3 separate regions of the Mus musculus genome follow, and all the other regions are linked to region 1. A link is a contact called in public promoter capture Hi-C data. All regions are on one chromosome and are shown on one strand. Each heading gives the region's core, a stretch centred on a gene start, on an enhancer-like site or on the middle of the called end of the contact. The rest is flanking DNA. Distances are from core to core; before and after follow the strand shown.

Evidence for each region. Promoter capture Hi-C pulls out the DNA fragments that hold promoters and counts their contacts. Capture Hi-C pulls out chosen DNA fragments and counts their contacts.
Region 2: a contact with region 1 is called in a promoter capture Hi-C map of adipose tissue, with 3 times the contacts expected there. The contact joins the promoter of Abhd10 here to the promoter of 4932412D23Rik in region 1. A contact is called at or near these places in 1 of 39 promoter capture datasets (pre-B cells) and 2 of 9 other capture datasets (adipose tissue and liver).
Region 3: a contact with region 1 is called in a promoter capture Hi-C map of erythroid cells, with 23 times the contacts expected there. The contact joins the promoter of Slc35a5 here to the promoter of 4932412D23Rik in region 1. A contact is called at or near these places in 3 of 39 promoter capture datasets (erythroid cells, liver and pre-B cells), 2 of 484 Hi-C or Micro-C datasets (double positive thymocytes and regulatory T cells) and 1 of 115 datasets of contacts at active chromatin or transcription factors (thymic regulatory T cells).

Annotation. Positions count from the first base shown.
Region 1 is chr16:42,873,643-42,878,555 of GRCm38.p6, forward strand. It overlaps 4932412D23Rik (RIKEN cDNA 4932412D23 gene), which reads right to left and starts at 1,945. Exons shown (of 4, transcript NR_040521.1): 1 at 1,790-1,945. It also overlaps a transcript of Zbtb20 not described here.
Region 2 is chr16:45,741,093-45,746,005 of GRCm38.p6, forward strand. It overlaps Abhd10 (abhydrolase domain containing 10), which reads right to left and starts at 1,863. Exons shown (of 5, transcript NM_172511.4): 1 at 1,685-1,863. The coding sequence starts at 1,799.
Region 3 is chr16:45,155,624-45,160,536 of GRCm38.p6, forward strand. It overlaps Slc35a5 (solute carrier family 35, member A5), which reads right to left and starts at 3,050. Exons shown (of 7, transcript NM_028756.4): 1 at 2,759-3,050; 2 at 1,838-2,023. The coding sequence starts at 2,003. Atg3 (autophagy related 3) reads left to right here and starts at 3,206. Exons shown (of 12, transcript NM_026402.3): 1 at 3,206-3,548. The coding sequence starts at 3,477.

The DNA of each region.
Region 1 (4,913 bases), core at 695-3,194:
TGTCTCTGTCTGGGAGAAACAAAAACCCACAGTAGTCAGGGTAGCCATGCAATGTAAACATGAACACTGAGATATTCCTTAGAGCTCAACGCCTTTTAACAGCAGAATTGGACAGTAAAAAATACAGGTAGTAACACCCAAGGCCTCACCTTGTCACTGTTATATATTTTACATAGTTGCCCTTATGATTCCTCATCATAATCCTCACATTTACAAAACACTGCAAAGTATCTTTAAAAATTTATGAGAAATGATAAGAATTTGAAGTAGTCATTTCTTCTTAAAGTTATGGGGTTAAGTAGTTGCCCACTTTTGTTAAATTTTACTTAATTTTCTCACGTGAAGCTGATTGTTCTGCACAGACTATTTCCTGTAAAACTTTTACTTAGAGTTTATACACAAATTTAAATCCACACTCGGTAGCACTTTTTACTTTGAACATCCTTCAGTTCTCTTATATTTTAAGCAATTTCTAGATTCTGATAGCCACACCCATAATCTTCAGAAAGGCCCTAATGTACTAATGAAGTCAAGGCCTTGTGCTATTTTTTTTTTTTAAGTCAGGGCTAATTTTGTTTTGCTTATGGTCTGCCAGACTTCTACTTAGTCAAAGCAAACATTTGGTGTTCAAAGTATTTAGTGTGTGTCAAGGAAACCTACGTGAAATCCAGGCTTAAACTTACTTCAAGTCTACCAGAATCTATTTTTCAAGTCTATAATCTATAAGATTATTTTCTGTATTAATAACCAATACTACAAATACAGTTTCTTTGTATGGTTGGTGTTTCTGACAAATCCCTTTCGTGACAAATTAAGCTCCTTAAAAAGTATTAGTTCTTATTTTGGCAGGAATTCTTTTTCTTTGTAGAGTGAAAAGCCATTCTTTTTTCCATCTTAGTCCTTTTAAGGAATTCTTTTCAGGAATCTATCCTTGGCTTCCTGCTGGCCTCAGGCCTCACCCCCTTCCTCCTCCACCCCGCCCTTGCCTGACCAGTATTTGTTAGAATTTGGCTCTGGGGAGTACTATGCTGAGTGACAAATGGATGAAGATGAAGGTTTTATTGAAGCATCTGAACTGCATTTAATTTTCCGTGTTGCTTTATTCCTTCTAGCTCCCAGGATATTGAATTTTGTGGGCTTCAGTTGGGTCGTCAGTACTTCAGGCGTTTAGTAATAAGAAACATAATCTGCTTTTTCCGGTAGGATAATAAATCCTCATTGATATTAAGGGCGGCTCTCTGCAGACGGTTTTACACGGTATTTTTCTGTAGAAACACATTCCCTGGGAGTCCTAAAACTGCTCCCGCCTCTCTGTCTCCCTGGGCCTCAGGTCGCCTCCCGCCCAGCGGTCCCTCCCACCGCCAGGATCCTGCTCGCTAGGACATCCACTGCCCGTGACCACGACACCCCTCCTCCCTGCACTGAACCCCTTCCCTCCCCTCCCCCTCTGGGCGAGCCAGACAGCGGGTAACCGCCGCCTCCGCTGGGGCATCCCGGCTCCATAGGCGGCGCGCGGCAGACACCTGCTTCTCACTGGCCGCCGCCGCTGCCCCTCACCCCGCAGTCCCCGCGACAATTGGCCCCGGGCCGCCGCCCGTCATCCTCTAGCCCCTCTTGGAGTCCCGCCTCTATCCTCGGGTCATTTAAGTTTATCACAAATAAATAAATAAAGGAGGAAATAGAAATGCGTAGAAAGTAAAAGCAGTCAGGAGGGGGCGGGGACGTGGATGAAAAGGAGGGTGGGGAAGTGGAGGAGTAAACAACCAAACTTGATCGTGCCTATACTGACCAATCACCGATCACTACAGTCCGGTCTGACGGCCTCTGTCGACCAATAGTTTCCCAGCTCTTGGATCACTGAATAACCAGAGACAGCTGGCCTCTCTACACAGGGCGCTGGTGGGCGGGAAGAGTTGAGAACATTGACCAATAGACTGTTAAAACTGCTCTGAGTGAAGTTTCCGCTCACCAGTTGATGCTTGAGATAGCGGATTGGGTGTCTCCTAGGCCAATCAAAGATGACAGAGATGAGAGAAGGGGCAGTTAGGGGAGGAGCCGCGGAGGGGAGGAGGAAGAGTGCATTTTGTTTATGGGCGGCAACCTCACGAGGGCTGTCCAAACGCTATTGGTCAGCTGAAGCAGCGAGTGGCATGCGAGCCGCCCAATAGTAGGACAAGGTAGAGGTTCGCGGCTTCGGGCGCCCAATGTGGGCCTTCTGCCGAAGAAGTAGGGGCGGGGGGAAGTTTAGGAGTTGAGGAAAGAAGATTAAAGAGCGCGAGGAGGTAACGCCAAAAACTCTAATTTGTTGTGGGGCGGGCGGGAGGGAGGGGTGTGTGCGTGCGGAGCGCGGCCGGGCGTCTACGAGTCGCGGGGAGTCGGGGGTGACGGGCCGCCGAGGAGGGGGCGGGGTGGGGCCGTGGCGCGAGTTCCGAGCCGCAGCCCGGGGCTTCTGCCCCGCCCCGCCCCGCGCGCCCTCCCGCCGCCCCTCCTCGCGCCCGCCCGGCGGCCTCGCGCGACCCTGCGGGGAGGGTCCGCCGCTGGCCCGGGCGGGGCGTCCGGTCGTTGCCACTGCGTCTAGTCTCTCCTCCCCGCTTCTGGAGTCGCGGCTTCCCAGAAGAGGAGCTGAGGGGCACCGGCCGGGGCTCCGGAGCTGTTGGCGGCGCCGGCTCCCGCCCCTCTCCTCTCCCTCCCTCCGCCCTCCCAGTCGCTTTCCTCCCGCGCAGAGAACTGGCTTCGGAGAACCCGGGCTTGGGCGCGTAGCCCAGCCTGCCTTGCTCTCACCCGTAGACAGGGGGGCTTGGCAAGGATTGAACCCTGTCCTCCTCTCTTTAGCCTTTGGGCCCCTTCCGAAACATTAAAAAAAAAAAAAAAAGTTAACGCTCTCTCATACCTTGAGACATAAAACAAAACAAAACAAAATAACAAAACCTACCCCATCCCCAAATACAGGAGTATGGTTTTGAAGTTCATTCAAATGTGGTCCTCTAATTGTTTTAATGCTTTTCCCTGTGTGGGGGGCTCTCAGTGTCCCCCTTCAGCCCCTCCCCTTCCTAAGGATGCAGAAGAGGCAGGAGGCAGGGATTTCGTAAAAGTTGTATTGATAAACACACTTGCACAAGCATATGCTAGGCACACACACAGACTATAAACATTAGCGAAAAACACAATATGGCGTACAGCTACGCTACCTAGCTCGGTAATCTGATGATCTCTTACTCCGAACCGGGTCAAATCAGGTCTGAAGAAGCAAGACAGTTCTCCAGCAGAAATCTGAATGGCATGGGAAAACATTTGGAAGCCTGCACCTGATGGTATAGTCCTCAGAATCATTGGCCCAGATTTAAGTTGAACATGTTACCTTTTTAGACAGTGAAATTTACTATTTTTTAAACACACACACACACACACACACACACACACACACACACCAGAATGTTACTAAAGTGGACTTTTCTCACTTTGGTATTTTCTGCTATAAAAAATTTCAGCGTATACAGTGATTTCAAGTGAACAGTGTTCCAAGTTACTGCTGCAACTTGTTGCCATTGAAAAACTTAGAACATCCAAATACTAGTTTATGGAAAAATAGTGTGAGCTCTCAATTCAAGGAATCAATGGCTAGTTAACGCTCTCACAGGATTTACTGGGATTCCTGGTTTAGCTTCTTGTCTCAAGGACATTTTTCTATATTGTGGGAATAGACCCCAACCCTCTGACCCTCTCCACAAATGACTATGTCAGGATCTGACTACGTTTTGTATTTTTGCGTTACAGTTAGGTTTGACTTGACTTCTAGGGAAAGTAGATGAAACAAACCAACAAACAACTCGCTTATTCTCTCAGATCCTTGCTCGTTAGAATTCCTAATAAATCGTCAGAGTGCCCACGCAGGTAGGACATGGTGGTACTCCAGCATCTCTTGAATCCTCCCAAGAAACTTGGTTTTAGAATTGTTGAAGAACCACAGATGGTTCTGTTCAGTTGCTCTAGTGTAAAAGCCTAAGATTGGGGTTCTGAATTCCATTGAATTCCATTTGCAGAACTTTGTGTCTGAGGTCAAACGGTGCTGAAATAAACCTGTGAGGAGAAGAAATTGGAGTTTTCTGGAAGTCTCTGAGCTGCCCAGAGAGTGAGGCAATCAGGCATTGGGGCTTTGATTCAGGTCTTAGATGACAGAAGTACAAGCATTTCAGCTATGAAGAGCAGGTTGACAGGTATACCCCCACCAGGCTCCAGAGCAATAATGCCTTTTCCTGATGACCTTCTAGTGTTTATTAGGTTAGAAAAAAAAGCTTAAAAATGATTAAATTTTATCCATGTTCTGGAAGCTGTCTTTGTTTGTCTGCCTAGGTAGGCCAGCATTTTGGGATTCTCACTATACCAAGATCCTGAGTTTATTGACTAGGTAATGAGGCAAAGAGTATGTTTTTTACTTGAGGGCAATGCTGGGGGTGGGTGTTTAGATCGGTTAGATATGGTGTTGACTCTGACACCTAGTTAGGTGGCAAGGCTTTGGGACATATAGCGTACTCCTGTTTGCCTGTATGACTTTGACTGATTGATAAAGGAAAAAGATAGAAGAGCAAAGCCTTTTCAAGTGAGTTGTTTTTGTGTCATTTCTGCAGATTTTCAGAAGACTTTTGAGACAAACTAAGCTTCCCAGATAAAAGCCTAGACTGAATAACTAGGCCATTTAAAAGAGCAATAAAAGCTACAACTAAATTCCTGTAAATGATTTACAACATAAATGAATTTTAAATTATTTCAGATATGGAAGGGAAGTTTTATTTTCTGAAATAGTCATGGCAACATCACCAGCAGTTCTGGATACTTGGGATGGAACAGTGACGCGAGGGGGAAATTGTTGGTCTCTGTGGAGCTTAAGTCATTAGGTAATGGACTTTGTCTACTCC
Region 2 (4,913 bases), core at 613-3,112, 2.9 Mb after region 1:
CATTGAGCAATCGTCCCCAGGAAGGGCAAGCGACTGGCAACAAAGCACCATCATTTCCAGCATGTGGAGTTTCAGAAGGCCGCGCTCCTTTAAAGATAAGTTTGGATCAAGTATCATTCTTGGAAATACACTTCTCAAACAGCTCTCTAACTGGTGCGTTTACTTCTGTTGGCTGGCTTTTGGTAAATGGAACACATATATACCTTAGAACTATTTACATATGGCAGGACAAATGGGGAACCTTACAGGGCTTACTTTGCTGATCCATCTTTGCTAGTCCTTTATTTAAAAAAGAAAAAGATTAAGCAGTCTTACTAGCCCTTCATCTTGCTAATGAAAGCGCCTGGGTCTCTCCCATGTGTACTGCTAAGATTTTTTCCCATTTTTAATCTGTCCAGTTTATTTTCGAGAAAAAAAATAATGAGTAGAGAGTCTGACAGTGCACCCCAATAACCACACACACAAGAGCCACAGGCGGGGGGGCCACTACCATTTCCAGGTCACCTTGTTTTGTACAATGAGTTGTAGGAAAGACAGAGGCTATGTAGTGAAACCCTGTCTCACAAACATCAACAATCCATACCCCCGACCCCAAACACACACAAAGAATCAAATGCTTTAAAGTTATCCCTTGTTTGTGTCAAACAGATTCAAGGTTTTAGTCTCTGGAAAAATGTGCCAAGTTTAAAACTGGATTTAAAACAAGGCTACAGGGGATCAGTTTACTGGTCAATAGATTGTATCAATATTAATGTTCATTTTCCATTTCTTTAATTATATACTCAAAGTATCCTTTTATCCCCTTTCAGACATTACCTCCCAACAAATAAATTTCATTTCAGGCAGTTACTCTGAAGTGATGTTTGTTAGCTATAAAACAACAGATCCAACCTTCAATCTATAAATCATCTTTATATAATATAGATTAGCTGAAAGCCTGATGCATATATTGTCAATGAATACTGTTAAAGAAATTTAAAAATATATTTTACTCTTGTTATCGAACTGACATACTTGTGTGTGTGTATGTACAGTGTTAAGTTAAACCGATTACATACTTGAAAAAACTAAACTTGTTATATAATGGCATTAGTATTCCAAGCACTATGTAGCTATCTAATAGCTGTGTGGCAAGATGTGAAGAGGACACCAAGGATGTTATTTAAGGATAACTATACATGTACACAAATCATGTATTCTACGCATGTAATACTACTGATCCACATTTTAGCTTCCATTGTAGAGTAACTCCAATTCTTTAAACAAGAACAATCAGATATTAGGTCTAAAGACAGCATTTACATGTATATACATACATACTTTGTTTCCTCAAGTCCATGACAGGCAAGGCTAACCACTTGACATATATCCATATGAAAAGCTCTAGGAGCAGCTAATAACCAAACACATTAAATGCACATCTTATTTTTTTTCTTTCTGCTCTTGACGTTTGATTCAGAGGACGTAGGAACTCCTTAAATCGCAGTGTAACCGCTAACAAGGACTTCCAAGAACGCCGCAGGGCCTCAGCAGAAAAGCAGACTCCCCTAGCCTTGCCCAGCAGCGTTCAGTGCCGAGACAGCCAGAGCAGTTTTAAATGGCGCGCCAAGCCGGCTCCAGACGGGCACTGGACGGTCGCCGGGCCTTCCAAAGAGCCCCAGTGCCCCACCTTCCGTACACTAACCTGAGAGCCACCATGCCCGTGGGGGCTTCCGAGCTAGTGACGCGCTCAGGCCCGGGTGCCGGCCGAAGGACACAGCCGCCCAGCCCCACCTCCGACAAGGGGCCCAGGCCGCCATCTTCCCAGCTGCCCCTGCGCCCGCTACAGACGCGCGCAGGTCGCGCGGTCCCGAGGTCACGCACGCGCAGTCCGCGGGGAGCGGGGTGGGGTGGGGGTGGGGGTTGCTTACAAGCATCACGTGGGATTTGTTCACCTCCTCCCCCCCCCGCCCCCGGGCGCGGAGACGCATGCGCAAAGGTGCTGTCTGGGGTACTGCTGTCTCTACTGGGTTGTTCTGTCTCCCCCAAAGGGCATTTGGCTTGTGACATTGGGCGGCCTTGGCCGGTATTTTTCGCAGTAAGCTGCGGAAATGTCGGAGAGGAGCCAGGGTCAAATTGAGCGTGCATAGATGGGAAACCGTGTTATCATCCAGAGAAACCAAAGACCTGGGACAAAAATTGCTAGGCTTCTTGCCTTACCCATTCATTCCCTATGACTCCATTTCAGCTATGGGGGAAAGGTTTCCAAGAGGCGACCTTAATCTTAAAGTCACATCATTGGAGTCGCATCAACATTCTTTGATCTCTCCCAAACATTTTCCCACTCACCAGATTGCTGAAAATTCAAAGGAGCAGCCACAGGCAAAATTACTGAAAACACTCATTCACATATGGTTGCTTGATGGGTAACTATCTAAAGTCTTTTGTCAGGCAATCTGGCCATGTTATTATAATACACACAATTTTCAGTACGCTTTGAACTATCATGCCCTTTATGACTATTCTAAATATTGGCGCAAGACATCCCAAGACCAAATTCCCAGCACAAAAAGGAGATTTGCCCCAGAGACACAAAGGGCAGAGAGCAAAAGACAAAGACTAGAAATGGGGAGGAGGGAGAAGAAGGAGGAAAGAAGAGAGGAGGAAGGGTTTTTTTGTTGGGGGAGGGGGCACATAGGACTGCCTCTGAATCGACAGGAGACAGACATGGCTCATAGGAATATGGCTGTTTATAAAGGTTAAAGGGTGAACCCCATGTACGGATGAGGTGTTTAATTGGACAGGTTAGTTAGGACAGCCACAAGGGGGCTTTTGATTGCTGGACTTAAATACTTTGATTTCTGGACTAGGTTTAGCAGGAAGTGACCAAATAAGGGAATAGACCTTGGGGGCTACAGTTTCTAGCAAGGCAGAGGAAATGAGAGAGAAGGACCAGGCCTTCCAGAGACATGTTTGCCATGCTCAAGGTGGCTAGAGTCCCTTCAAACAGGAGTTCATAAGGCTCTGTGTTACCTTCAATAGCACCGTTTTGTTGTTGTTGTTGTTGTTGTTGTTGTTGTTGTTTTTTAACAAGGGGGTGGGGGAATGGCAGGGAAGGGGGTGAATCAATGGCAATAGAAAATAATTCAATTAATTGTGATACTAGGGTCTCTGGATTCTGACATCTTTCAAAATAATTTTGGCAGCCTCAAGTCTCACTAAGTATAGGACTTTATCTTGTCTATTCTGCTTGAAATTTCTGTACTTTGTGAAAAAAATATATGTTTTTATGTAAAACCACTTTATTTGTCTCAGTTTGTTTTGTCAGATTGAGGACCTAGGAAGGAAGGATTTTTAATTGGACAATTGTCTACACCCATAAGATTGGCCTGGAGGCACGTCTGTGGGGGGCATTTTCTTGATTGCTGATTGATGTAGGTGGTCCTAGCCCTCTGCGGGCCTGGATTGTATAAAATGTCAGTGGCTGTGAGCCTGGAAACAAGTTAGTGAGCAATATTCCTTGGTGGTCTCTGCTTCAAGCTTCTGTGGTGAATTTCTGCCTTGTCTCTCCTCAGTGATGAATATTTACCAGTAAGCCAAATAAACTCTTTCCCCCGTACAGTTGCCTTTGGTCATGCCATTTATTACAACAACAGAAGGAAACTTGGGTACTGTCCTTTTAGAGATTCGCGGGAACAGTTGTTGGTGCCAAAGACAAGAGCAAAGGGCAGGCACCGTGAGACAGACGCGTCTTTGGAGTTTTGAGAACATGAAATGGTAGACTCTGCCGGAGGAGCTTGATAGAGAAAGACAGAACAAACCTTTCCCTCTAGAGCTGCTGTGTCTCTCACACAGGAAGCCTGTGACCGAAGATGATAGACTGGGTCAGCTTGCTTCTAGCACTAGCAAGTCTTTGGTTTGTTTGTTTGTTTTAAATCAGTTTGATTTAGTGTCACTTCTCTATGCTTTGTTCCTAAGGTAACTAATTAAAGTCCTCTTTGTCTGGAAATAATAGAAAACAATAGGGAACACATCATAGCTGTATGAACTCCTTTTAGTTACAAGAACTCCCAGCGACTGTGGACAGCGTTGAAACCTCATTAGGAGAGTTCATTAATGAGTGAGGTAGCCAGGTGCCCACCTGGATATGCTAAAACGAGATGCCTCACAAATCCCATGGAATCCAAAGAAAAGCTTTCTCTTTTGGTGTCAATAAAACTCACTCTCTCTCTCTCTCTCTCTCTCTCTCTCTCTCTCTCTCTCTTTCTCCCTTGCTCCTCGACGACACCCCTACTCTCTTTCTGTCACTCAAGTCATTGTATGATCCATGGCCATTGGCAAAACTGGGGTTTCCACAGTTCCACAGAGACAGCCACTTTCAGGATGCACTACAGTAAATGTGACAAAATTTTGCCTGTTCTCTGTCAGGGTGGATAGAGACGCCAAAGGACTGACTCACAAAGGTGAGGACATCTGGTGAATGCTACCTCACTCTTTTTATCGTAACATCGGACACCTGTACTTGTAGCTTTGATAATTGCAGATATTGTTACCCTCCATCCCTTTCTTGCTCTATTTCTGAGGGTCTCCTTGTACTTTAAATGTAGCAGCATTTTAAAAATCATGTGACTTACCACAATGAAGAAAGTATTGTATATTCAAACAGAAAGGGGGAGACCCATGGATTGCTTTCTCAATTCACCATTACCAGAAAAACAAATCAGGAACCTAGTTGGCTTCGAGGCACTGTCAACATACTTTCTGTGACAGTAATGGGCACAAAGTAGTACAGTTTGTTTCCTGTAAGGGCATTTGGGGGGCACTGTTCCCTGCATCAGCATTCAAAAGTGAAAGAAGTTTTGCTTTTGTCTTTTGATGGTAGCTTCTCTCTCTGACATCCAGAAGAGAAAGGAGCCCACCAAATGAGACCTCGG
Region 3 (4,913 bases), core at 1,800-4,299, 2.3 Mb after region 1:
CAATTGCATATGTTTGTGTGTTTTGAATATTTCTTGACTCTATCACCTATATTCTGATAGCAGAGTCGGTTAGTCTTCATCACTTATGGCTTGACTTTCAATAATCTCCTATCTAACTAGCCTTCTTCCATTCTTCCAGTCTACTCTACTGACAAGCAGCTATAATCCTTCAAATGTTTATTTGCCCAGACCCTAGGCAGAACATCACCGATGGGTATATGAAGCCCTTGGCAATGTGTTCCTTCTCTCTCCAGCCAAATGCCCCTTTGTGATCCAACAACACTTTTAAAATGTTTTGCTCAATAATTCTCTCTCTCTCTCTTTGTTGGATTTTTTCAAGACAGGGTTTCTCTGTGTGTAGCCTTGGCTGTCCTGAAACTCGATCTGTAGCCCAGGGTGGCCTTGAATTCAGAGATCTGCCTGCCTCTGCCTCCCAAGTGCTGGGATTAAAGGTGTGAGCCACTATCACCTAATAACTCTTAACTACACGTTTTTCCCCAACTGTTTGTTCTTTTCCCTCTGTTCCTTTTTATAAGTTGCTGTCTTTGATTCCAATGCCCCACATCCCTGTTCTTCTGGCAAATCAACTGGCATCTAGATAGAAGTGGCCCTGCTTCCTATGTACTCTTTTTTCCTATGTACCAAACAAAAAGAGTACATAGGAAGCAGGGCCCACCATCCTCTCCCAGAGAGTACTTTTTCAGACTGTCTCTGCAGCTTGGACATAGTCTTTTTTATTCCATTTCTTTTAATAGACTTCTATAACATATTTACATGTTTATCTCTTCTAATAAACCAAGCTCTTAAGGATATCGTCTGTATGCACTATGAACTCTATGACTGTGACTAGGCCTCTGGTCTAGTGAGGAATTATCTCAATTAGATTAGCCTCTGAGCATGCCTGTAAGGGACTATGTAAATTAGCTTGAGGTAGGAAGAACCACCTTACCTTTGGGGAACAGCATTTCCTGGGCTAATATCTTAGACTAAATAAGAAAGTGAAAATGAGCTGGGTGTGACTTTTTAAAAAAAATTGAAAATATTTTTCCTGTAATATGTCAATGGATGGTAGAATTCTAGTTAGGTGGCAGAAGACTACAGTGGATGAAGTGTATTTAGCAGATCTGGGGAGTACATTTCAACTTTCTGGGATTATAGCTATCGTCAGTTTTGAGTTGCCATGTGGATGCTGGGAACTGAACCTACAGACTCGAGAAAACCAGCCAGTGTTCTTTGCTTCTGGGGTATCTCTTCTGCCCCAAGCATACTCTCTCTTCTTGCTTGATGCCTGTGGGTGCCATGTGAATAACTGCTACGAGAGCTTCCGCTACCATGACCTCTTTGCTTGGTGAACCCTACGCTCAGATAGTGAGCACAAAGAAACCCTTTCCTTAACCTGCTTTGGGCAAGTATTTTGTCAGAGCAATGAGGAAAGAAACTAATATGCTATTAAAACAGAGCCTAGGGCATGATATTAACTGAAGTCGAGACTTACATTCACAAGTAGGAGCCCAACTAGATAACTAAACAAATATATTGTATTTCCAAATAAGCTATAGTTGTATGTTTTACTAGAAATCCAGAAACACTTGTTGGGCATCTGGGTATAATCAGATGTTAGATACACTGTGCTTTACCTTGCACTTAAATGATCCAAATTTCATCCAGGGTTAAAAAAATGTTGCCAAGGAACACACAAGGTTAAAGTTTAAATTTTCAATACACTTTATCATGGACACAAAGCATAGTACTTTAAAAGGCATCACGTATAATTTATTCATAAGAACACCAGGCAAATGATTAAAAGCACCCCATACACATTTCCATTTTAACTCACCTTCATTGGCAGAGTATTTTACCAGTAAGATTCGACTTGAACTTAGAGTAATGAATATAATGCCTAGCAGGAATGTGTACAGCGTTGGTGGGCCTAACCCAGGGCGCCTGGAGCATTTTCTTTCCATTCCACGGGTTTTTAATTGCCTTAAGAAGATCACTTTCATGAGCAGCCCCGTCGGCAGACCTAAGGATTAAACACAATGCAAAGACTGAAGACTGTGAAGAATAGAAAAGGAAACCTGTAGAAGTCTGGCCACAACTACAGCAGACGGAAGACAGCCGAGGACAACAGAGAGGACTTAAAGGAAACAAACCATACTGCCAACATCTGATAGGAGAGGCAAGTCTCAAGACAGAGAGGGGATGGCCAGATTGGAAATAAGTTAGGAAATGTGTAACTGACAGTTTGGGACTGCAGAAAAGCAGTTTATTCGTATTAACTTTGGTCCACAAGGAATGAATTTTGGAATGGCCTTTCCTTTCAGAGCAGAAAAAGAGCTCACTGGGAACGATTCTTTTACAGAAGCGACCTCAGTGCAAATAGTTGAATCACAGCTAATGACTCTTAAGTGAACCAGGATGGGACCAGAAGGCTCATCTTGGGTCAGTGAGCCTAACTGGTCGGTCTTTCACGACAGATGGTCACGAAACTCCAGGCAGGGTAAATACTTGCCCAACGCGCACAGGTAGGATGGGAACATAGAGCCGTCAAGGGCCGCAGACACAGGCCCAAATCAGAGAGCAGGTGGGCACAAGCCAATGGACAGAAGGCCAATGGGTCAGCACTCCTCCCACCTCCACCAGGTTTCCCTCACTGTCAGGGAAACCCTCCCACACATGCGCAATAGGAATCGCGGGCGGCTCCCAAGCCCCTTAACACGCTCGAGCCACAACACTCAGCCCGCGAGGGCGCGGTTACCTCAGTCGCTCAGGGAAGGTTCTAGTGCAAGAACGGACATCATAGAGCCGACATAGTGACTGCCTAAGTTCGTAGTAGCAGCAGTAGGTTTTGAAGGCCCATTGGTGGGGAAACTATGAGCCGGGAGCAAAGGCGACAAAAAACAAAAAACAAAAACAAAAACAAACAAAAAACAATAAAAATCAACCCTTCTCACGCTGCCTTCCAGGGCTGGAATACAAAGCTAAGAGCCGCCCGCTAGGGAAGAGCAGCCTGAGCGGCCATTGCGCAGGCGCGCTCATTCCAGCGCTTCCGGGGGGCGGGCCGGAGGGAGCAGAGGCCGGCCGGTCCCGCCCCCGCGGGCCTCCTTTTGTCACGTGTCCTGGGAGAGTCGAGTCACGTGAGGCCTTAGGTGGCGGCGGGGCTGTTGGGAGAGTGTGAGAAGAGGAAGGGGAAGCCGGAAGGGGTGTTCAGTGGAGCTCCGGGGAAGAGAGACAGCTTGGAGAAGGCCGGGGGCTGCGCGCGCACCCGCCTCTCGCTCAGCCGGCTTGGGCCCTCTGCGGTGGCGGCCAGGTGACAGCTGGGCCGGGCCTCCGCGTGTCGCCGCCCCTCCCCCCCGGCCGGGCCGGTGCCGCTGCGAGGTTCGATGCCAGTCGGGCACGTCCGGGGCAGTTTTTGACTCCCCTGTGGCCCGGATTGCGACAGTCCCTCCGTGCCCTATCGCTGCTCCAGCCCCAGGATGCAGAATGTGATCAACACGGTGAAGGGAAAGGCTCTGGAAGTGGCCGAGTACCTGACCCCGGTCCTCAAGGTAAGCGGGGAGGGTCTGGCTTGCTCTGCCCTGGTTGCCCAAGTCCCGGTCCCCAGCGTGGACGGGGTGTAGAAGGTGGAGGGGCGAGTCGCGCGGCCGGGTGCTGCCTCTTGCCTTGGGCTCCTGGGCCAGTCCCAAGGCTTGCTGGCTTCCCCGCTTCCACTAGAGTGAAACTGGGTGCCTGCTGTCTCCACTGATCAGTGCCGCCTTGGAGTGCACGGCTAGGTGGTGCGGAGCAGAGGTACGAACGTTCTGACATCCATAGTCTTTTAAATAGGTAGACTGGGTTAACCTTTGAAAAGATGACAGCTTGGTGGCTAAACAGCATGCCACGTTTCCTTCCAAGTTTCATAGGAAGTTTTGCTTTTCGGGTGATCTAATTCCCAACTTGCTTAGGTTTCAGAGGAACATAGTAAACTGTGACATGTTAGTAACTCTGAGCCGAACTAGAGCGAAACTTGACGTTTCTCAAGCCTTTAAGGTAGCCGTAAGTGATTATTAATCTTGGACTTGAGTGATCCTACAGCAACAGTTCAGCACAGCCGATTGTATATTGTATAGATTGGAAACACTATTGACATTTTTAGGTGAAAGTTGTGATAGGTTAGCTGTTAGCACAGATTGGATTACTTGCTTTCAAAAGTAAAATTTCAGGGCTTCATTCAGAGCTTTCTTACACCTTCTAGGCTACATACGGTAACTTGATTTTGCTTTGTAAAAAGCAAGCAGTAAAAGAGAAACAGATAATTTTGCGTAGTTTTTGTTCTGTACTTAGCTTTCAGTTAGAATTTTACCAATCTTAGTGCAGGGGTGAAATCTGCTGATGGGCAGAGTAGGCTGTTCGATCTTTCCTTGGCAAGGGGGGAATGCTTTCCAATAATTATTACCAAAATACTTTTGGGCCAGGCGTTGGGGTTGCACACCTTTAATCCCAGCACTTGAGAGGTAGAGGCAGGCGGATTTCTGAGTTCAAGGCCAGCCTGGTCTACAGAGTGAGTTCCAGGACAGCCAGTGCTACACAGAGAAACCCTGTCTCGAAAAATACCAAAAAATAAAGTAAAATAAAATAAAATACTTTTGAAAAAAATACATTTTTGGATCAAGTTTGAAGAATCTGGAACAATTGCGAATGTTTCTTTTATATGTATACAGTGACAGTCATTTTAGTTAAGATTTACTCTTTTACTTAAGAATTGGAAAATAATTTCTACATTGACATCAAATGCTTCTTTTGTATGTTATACTTCCAGAATATTGTATCTGTGTAGATTCACAGTGTTTTAATAATGTACCATCAATTTAACTTTTAGTCTGAGGGAGAGATGAGCAAAACACTTCTCAATTAAATATAACATGGCTATCTTG